2 separate regions of the Mus musculus genome follow, and region 1 is linked to region 2. Evidence: chromatin contacts called from public Hi-C data. All regions are on one chromosome and are shown on one strand. Each heading gives the region's core, a stretch centred on a gene start, on an enhancer-like site or on the middle of the called end of the contact. The rest is flanking DNA. Distances are from core to core; before and after follow the strand shown. Region 1 overlaps St18 (suppression of tumorigenicity 18). Region 2 holds the start of St18 (suppression of tumorigenicity 18).

What was found. A called contact is a pair of places that touch in the nucleus more often than the background predicts.
Region 1: a contact with region 2 is called in a Hi-C map of cerebellum, with 2.2 times the contacts expected there. The contact joins the enhancer-like site here to the promoter of St18 in region 2. A contact is called at or near these places in 5 of 484 Hi-C or Micro-C datasets (brain, cerebellar granule neurons and cerebellum) and 3 of 9 other capture datasets (adipose tissue, liver and pancreatic islet).

Annotation. Positions count from the first base shown.
Region 1 is chr1:6,818,483-6,822,476 of GRCm38.p6, forward strand. It overlaps St18 (suppression of tumorigenicity 18), which reads left to right. Exons shown (of 22, transcript NM_173868.2): 11 at 1,452-1,663. Among named protein-coding and RNA genes, the nearest start is that of St18, 90 kb to the left of the region's middle. Within about 2 kb of position 1,564, at least 10 of the 459 cell types and tissues checked have an H3K27ac peak or open chromatin away from gene starts, as enhancers often do. A contact at or near this core is called in cerebellar granule neurons and cerebellum, where this site is marked.
Region 2 is chr1:6,728,023-6,731,759 of GRCm38.p6, forward strand. It overlaps St18 (suppression of tumorigenicity 18), which reads left to right and starts at 2,029. Exons shown (of 22, transcript NM_173868.2): 1 at 2,029-2,218.

The DNA of each region.
Region 1 (3,994 bases), core at 314-2,813, 90 kb after region 2:
GACTGAACTGAATGGCTATACAGAGTATAAAGACTTGATGGTCTTGCTTAAACATTTCTCTTAAGTATGCTAATGAAGAGATGAACAGGTAGGTGTTGGGAACAAATGCAGAAAATGATGGGTAATGCACCTTCAATAAGAAGCACACACCCATTGGAGTCCTCTGTGCGATACACATTTTTTACATACTTAAAAATCTATGACTCACTTCAACCTTTTACCTGAATGGTGTGAGCATCTGGTGAGTCTAGTATTTGCTTCATTTGTGTCATTGTTGACTTGCAATTGCAGGAACATAGAAGGCTACCTAGAAGTCTACCTAAAACTTGGCAATGGGGATAGGGATGCAACCTATAGATGGAGTGTGTTGCATGTGCAAAGTCTAGGTTTTCTCCCTGTATCGCCCTGAAAGAGGTCCACAAATTTGAAAGGTATTCGTCAATCATTGATGGGTACATTAAATAAAATCTACCTAGACTTGTTCAAAAGAGGTCCCATCAAACCTGAGTAGCTATTGACAATTTGGTAGACTCAGAAAAAAATTACGTACACACATAATGTTTTTATCTATCAGTCTAATTTGTGTAAATATTTTAATATATATACACACAATGTATGCATGTACATACATACTTAATTCACATGAAAGTGAATGAAGAGTGCACTGTTGGTGCATATTGTTCAGTTATTGATTGTAAAATCCTTAACAGAGTTAGTAACAAATTTTGTTTCCTTGTACTTAAAAGAATAATATTCAATAATATCTTTTATTTAAAAATGGGCAGATCTTTAAAATATGTACCGTATAATATAAAACTAACAGTAAGTGTTTCTGTATCTTTACATTTTGTGTTTCTCCCATACCATGAGTAGTGCTCACAAACAGCCCACGGTGGAGAAAGAATTGCATAATTATGTCCCTCAGAAAAGCTATGATACCAACAACAAAACTCAGAAAGTTTCCCTTGGTGACTCAATGGTCTTTCTCTTCACCTTGAGTGCAGGCCCTCTGTGTACCCTGCTCAGCTCACTGAGGACTCTGTCCCAGTTAAGTATAGAACAAGTATGCATTCTGAGTAATAAAAATGCAACCTATGTTTAGTAGAAACCACTATGAGAGCAGGCACACTCCCAAGCCATGGTTCTCAGCCCTTTCACATACCTGTCCTGAGCTTTTGCAGGATGTGGTGCCCTGTAACATTAGTGATGGAGTTTCTGTCACCTATAGTGAAAATACAAGAACTTAAGAGAATAGGCCCCTTTCATCATCAGCTTTGTGAATCTGATGAAATCCAGCTAAGTAACTTCCAATTAACATACCAACAGATAATGTTTCTGCTTTAATTTATTATTTGAGTATTTTAATCATAGAAGTTCTGTCTTAAAAAAAAATCTTTGGTAACTGAAGCCACCACGTACATGCAATTGCTAATCAAATCTCTCTTCAACAGCAAAGCATTTTTCAAATCCAGTGAAATTTCCTAATGGACTGCCTAGTGCTGGCGCCCACACACAGAGCACAGTCCGTGCCAGCTCTTATGGCCATGGTCAGTACAGTGAAGACACCCACATAGCAGCAGCTGCTGCCATCCTGAACCTTTCCACCCGCTGCAGGGAAGCCACAGACATCCTCTCCAACAAACCACAAAGCCTGCGTGCCAAGGTAAGCCAGGCCAAGAGCCTGGAAGATGGGCCAGCAATGGAGCCAAGAGAATCAACTGCCTTTCATGTTCTCAACTGCGTCCGTTCATGGCCCCAACTCCCTACCCAAGCAGGGATGAACTCTTATTGAGTTCAAGGGAGAAATGTGTGCTTCTCTTGGTGATATGTAATTCAGGGAGCAGTGACTTAGGAAGCTGCTTGAAAAGAATTTTATCATCGTTTCTGTTCTCAGGCATTTGGTGAACAAGGAATGAGAGTTACTGTTAAAATGTGTCTCTACCGTGGAAGCTGTTCACTGTGTTCAGATCAGAGCTATTCGGAACATTGGCTGGTGGAACAGTTTTGAAACTGATGGTGACATTGTGTTGTACATGTCACACTTCATAGCATGAGGACATCTAGGTTGTCGTGTTCTCTAAAGACCCACAGTGAGGACAGATAGGGTGACTTCCCAGACTCAGGAGATCAGGGCACTTGAGCACTAAGTCCAGAACCAAATTCTAGGACCTTTGTGAACACAGTGCTTCCCATGAGATTAATCCTATTTTCCGCAGCCTCTCCTTCCCAACTGTGAGAAACAGGTGTTCATCTCATAATGACGTGCACACATGTCTCTGCTCGTCGTCCTTCTCATCACAGAAGCATATCAGACTTGAGGCCCAGTGGGCCACAGAGGAGGCTGTAAGGGCTCAGCGTTTCTCACACTGGGAGGCAATAGCTCCTGTTTACACATACAGTCTCACTTAAAAAAAAAAACCATATCACCTATTGAAATAACAAGTCTAGAAACTTGCCCACATAGAGTCCCCAAACATTCTGTTACAGATTTTACTCCTGCTTAAAATAGGGGAGTTCCTGAGGCAATATTGAACCCTGAAACCTATGCAGTGCAAACAGAGGTGTTTCCCTTTAAGGGCAGCCCTGTCCTTGTGTGGTCAGCTGCGTGCCTGTGCTGTGCCAGGCCTTCAGGAGAGCAGGTAACACAGTGCCACCGGGCATTTGACAGAAGAATCAGAATTAGCTTCTGGAAAAAGCCAAGCCAAGTAAGCCCCAGGAAGAGGTGCTTGCCAAAATCCACTCAAAACAATCTTTAAACAAATGAGGTTCTTAAACAAAGAAAAATATATCCTCTAAAAATACAGAGAAATACCAGGCTCTCTGAATTCATAATACCAGTCCCAAATTACTGATACAGAAGAAGGTTTTGAGGGATTTTAAAACATTATTTTTAAATTGACATTTTAAAGATCTAATTTATTTTTCCATTTTAAGAGTATTATAGAGATACCTGGTTCTAGAAATCCTGTAATGTCATTCTTCCTAGTGTTTTCCAATTGACTAAAATGCTGTCTTATAGAAAGTGGGGTCTGCTACTACCGTTTTTCACGCTGAAGCATCTGGCTGGCCGTGCTAGGATGAGTGCCATCCATGTGCACATGTCCGTATTTTCCTGCTCCTCAGAGTGCTCCTTTCCCCCTGGAGGTTTTACCTCCAGGTTCTATCAGATCACTGATGTCAAGTAAGTCACACAGAGTTGACTAACCGTTAAGTGGTTTCTTGCCAGTCTGTTCCTTTTTAAAAACACATTTCTGAACAGGAAAACATCTGTTTAATCCCCACATTTCAAAAATAACCAAATAATCCTTTTCTAGTGTCTGTTTGTCTATTCCTTCTATGAGGCTCTATGCAGCAGTCCTGGCATTCCCAAGATATTGTCCTCTCCAACACAGCTCCTACCACTCTAAGCTAATGCCAAGATGAGGACGGGGGAGATAGAAAGACTCAGATGAGCTTCTAAAAGGAGCTCATTATGCCAGAGGTCTTATAAAAACATTTTCTTATGTGAAGTACCCCCTCATCACACAGTAGTTTTTAACATTGGATGAATATGGCTCCCTCCAGCATTACTGTGAACAGTGCTGCTGGGATGCATAACTGGGTTCTCATGGTCCCACACAACAGTACCAGTTTGTAGAACTCTGTTTTCATTAGAGTTTGTGTTCTAGAAATAGAACTAAGCCTCACAAATTTCCTTAAACAACTCTTTTAGGGGACAAAAGCCAAATTAATTAACTCTTCAGACCTGCATCTAAGCAAATCATGCTTGGATGTGTGGGCTTTGCTAGGTGTGTGGAGGCTGGGTTGTGCACAGGTAGCTTCATAGTGCCTTCCATCTGAACCAAGGAGGGCTAGTTTCTTCTTTTCCTATTGGTCCCATCTAGAAACATTTGCTGTGAGTATCTCTTTAGCTGCTTAGAGCAGCAATCAGAGTATGGACTAAAGAACACACTGTGACCCGCAGACCAAATCCCACAAACCTTAAAAGTACTGA
Region 2 (3,737 bases), core at 779-3,278:
TCTGTAGATGAATAAACAGGGAAGATATACTGCATACTTTAATCAATAAAGTTTTTTTTTTTTAATTCCTGGTAGGATATGACTTTGTTTCAGTCATGTAATGTCGATTAATGTTACTTAATTTTGTCAGGTCACTGGAATTTCACTAGAAATTCTCCTTGTTGTGGTATCCTTAAGGTACTACCCTGTGTCATGTGCTGCTCATGACGTTTCTGGGGGCGCTCAATAAGAATTCCTTAAAGTAAAGCTGATGTTTGCTGTACATTCCCAGCATAGGGAGCTTTGCATTGGAAAGGTACTTCTCCTAACATGCCCTCACCGTGGACTGCTGACTTCAAATAGCTAGTGCAATGAGATTGTGCACTAGGCAACTGTGTCAAGTACCAAATGTATTGCAGAATACCAATGAATTGATACTAAACAACATTTTAGAAAAAAGATGAATCTCAGAGCACCTGCCTATACCAAAATTGGAAATGTAATTACTTTAAAAGTTAGATTGTCAAGTATTTCTCTAGGTGATGTAGACATATCTCTATGTGATATGTGACTAGTTTTTGTGACCAGCATTTTTTTTCTTTCTTTCTTTTTCTAAAACAGAATTGTGAATTTTAACATTACAACTGTGGGCAGCAGATGTGCTCAGGGAAGAGTGGACTCCCAGGGAAGGGGACCCAGGACTGTGTCTGAGGTTAGCCAAGTTAGAAGATGTAAAGTTTGAGTTCTTTTTTTACTTCTTTCAGCTACCCTCCTCCAGGGCAGTCCAGGTTCTTTATTAATGTCTGTTTTTAAATTAGCAGGAGAATCTAGTTTTCCTGTCCTAGGTACTTCTATAGTGCCTTTTTAAAAAAGCAATGAGAAAAGTAAACTATAGCTTCGAAAGTTTTGATATATGCTTCAGCCCTATAAGAAGGAAGGTGGTTTACTAGTCAATATGAAATGTTGTAAGTAACGTTTTTTTTTTTAAGTTTCCAGAATAATATTCAGAGCTCATCTATCTCCTTTAACCCTGTGTGTTCTAGAACTGCCCCCAGTGGGCCTGGCAGTCTGTTAGTTGTTGCCTTAAATTGCACGTGGGCTTGTTGCAAATTTTGAAAAATTGATTAATTTTTTTCTGAGATTTACATTTTTTAGTGCAGTTAGGAATGGAAAAATCTATGGAATATTCCCTTGTAGTCTGTAATAAAAGTACCCTTGTGGGAGAAAAGAGAGCCCTAATGAGAAAGGCACAACCTGCTGCGTGAGAGATGTGTATGTTCCTGTCCAATCCTGACAGCCAGTCATGGAAACAGGCTCTGTGCCTGAACCCAGAGACTATTCTGTGTGCCACTCACAAGGAAGCTAAGCTCCACCCCAAAGTGTGGCTGCCTTTGTCATTTTAATTGGTCTGTGTTTGTGAAGTGGGGCCTCTATTTACTTATAGCTTGGGGCTTGTGTTTACCAAGCCCGGTGGAGGCCAAGTGACAGCGCTCCTGCAAGCTCTCCTGCTGTATCTTGAGGCACTTTTCTTTTCAGTATCGGTGCTGTCTAATTCGTGAGCTTCTGTGAAGCAAGCGCAGGAGGGTACAAGGCCTACAGGGAGGAATTACACCTAATTACTCAAATAATTGCTAGGCTGTTGCCTTCTTAGTCACTGAAAATAATTTCCAGGTCCCTGGCTTTTATAGATAGTCTTCTAGAGGCAGGAGGACACAGCCCCCTTTTTAACTCAGCCCATTCACTCACAAAATCAGAACACTCGAGCCTGCAAAATTAATAAGCACCACTTCCATTACATATATTTTAGGTTGTTGTTGCCGTGGCGATAAAGTCAGGGACATTGAATCTCCTCTGTTGAGCCATTGTTATCATCCCTGGCCATCTGCTGCAGAGGAGTGATATTCCATCTCATTTGCATGATGACTGATATATGGGCGGTTTGGAAGGACATATGCCACAGCAATCATGTGATGAAAATTAAAGTGAAAGTTTTGGGCCCAGAGCCGAAAAAAAATCTGTGTGTGCGCATGAGGCTGTTGATGTGCAAATGTGGATCATATTGAGAAGGTCTGAATAGGGAGGTGTGACGTAAGGAGGGCTACACGCAGGTGCTTATCTCCGAGCAGTCAAAGGCACTGGATGTCATATCATGGAGACTACCTTTCAAGGCAACAGCTTTAGTGTCTCCTGTCAGCACACCAGAGAGAAGAGAAATAGTTTTGGAAACAAACACAAAAAAGTAAGTTTCAAACTTTTTTACCACATTCTGTTTACCCTGATGTCGATGAGTTCAGACAGTGAGCAAGTTTCAGGTCTTAGTTGTTAATAGTGACTTTTGTTTCTGATTGGGTGGGTGGGTGGGTGAGTAGGTGAGTGGGGGGTCGCTTCTAAAGGCTGAGGGGCTCATGGTCGTTTTACTGTGCTTTGCTTTGCTTTCTGTTGTGATGTTCATCTGGCATGATTTGAAACTCACTCACCACCACCCACCCCCACTTTCTCACTCTCCTCCCAAAAAGCGATATTGAGGAGTTCAGAATAAAATGGTGTAATTGTGCTTAAGCTGTGTCAGCTACTGCCTTTGTTCATATATATTTCTGAAATGTGTGAATTGGCCATAGGAAATACTTAATATGATACAATACACTTTTTGTCTGGAAAAAAAGTAAAGTAAAACTAAATTTGAGGTCACACAAATTATCAGTGAGATCTCATGTGCTACAAGTCTTTATTTAGAATTGAACCTTGGCAGTGCTAAGAGTTGTTAATGTAATTTTGCATTGATAGCCATTATCTAAAAGGGGGGGTTGTGGATTCTTCCTAAAAAAATCAGAAACTGGTATTAGCTACACATAAGAGAAAAAGTTTGTGATCAGTCAAGATGTTTAAATTCATAAATTGGACATATAAATTATTGCATTTGCATATTTAGAGGATTGAATAAAACTAGTCTCCTTAAAAGATGAAACACTTCATCTCTGATAGATGGGCATGTCAGAAGACTGCGCAGAAGTTACAAAGTCATGTTTTAAAAGCTGAAAAACAAGAAACTTAACACTAACCTTGAACAAAATTTCATAGAAGGACGATTTCCGTGAAATATTGTTAAGGGAAAACTTTTATATACTTTGATGAGCAATACCTTAGCTCATATTATGTTGTCAACCAAACACCTGTTAAGAAGGCTTCCTTTGATGTACATTGGAATAATCAAAGTTTCCTGAAAGGGTGTTCTGATCTTTTCTTTCAGTTTCAGAGAACACAGCAGCTAATAGGCAGAGTGTATCATGTAATGGCTCTAGTCTTGTTTTATTTTTAGGAATAACGTCAAAAATGGTGGTGTGATATTACCTTATGGATTAATTGGCAGTATACAACCCAACAAATTAAAAAGAAATCTTGATGGAGAAATATTGGGTATAATTATGTCCTTATAATGAGGAAGTATTTTTTAGTATATAAATCCAGAATAGAAAATAGGATTGAAATTAGGGTTGAAATTTCCCTAACTTTAAAATTTTTATTTGCTAGTATCACCAGCACAATATCCTAGTTTTAGCTGTAACCTCAGATTATCCATGATCCCTTTTTTCTCATTCTAAATATTCAATTACTCCGTGGCGATTATTATGTGGCCTTCTTGGCTTACTACAATATTAGATTAATATAGATTTCTTATGCCAAATTAGCGGAAATCACCATTGCCCACAAGAGCAGTTCACTCTTCTCTTAGTCATATTTGTGTTACAGCAAGAGCATCA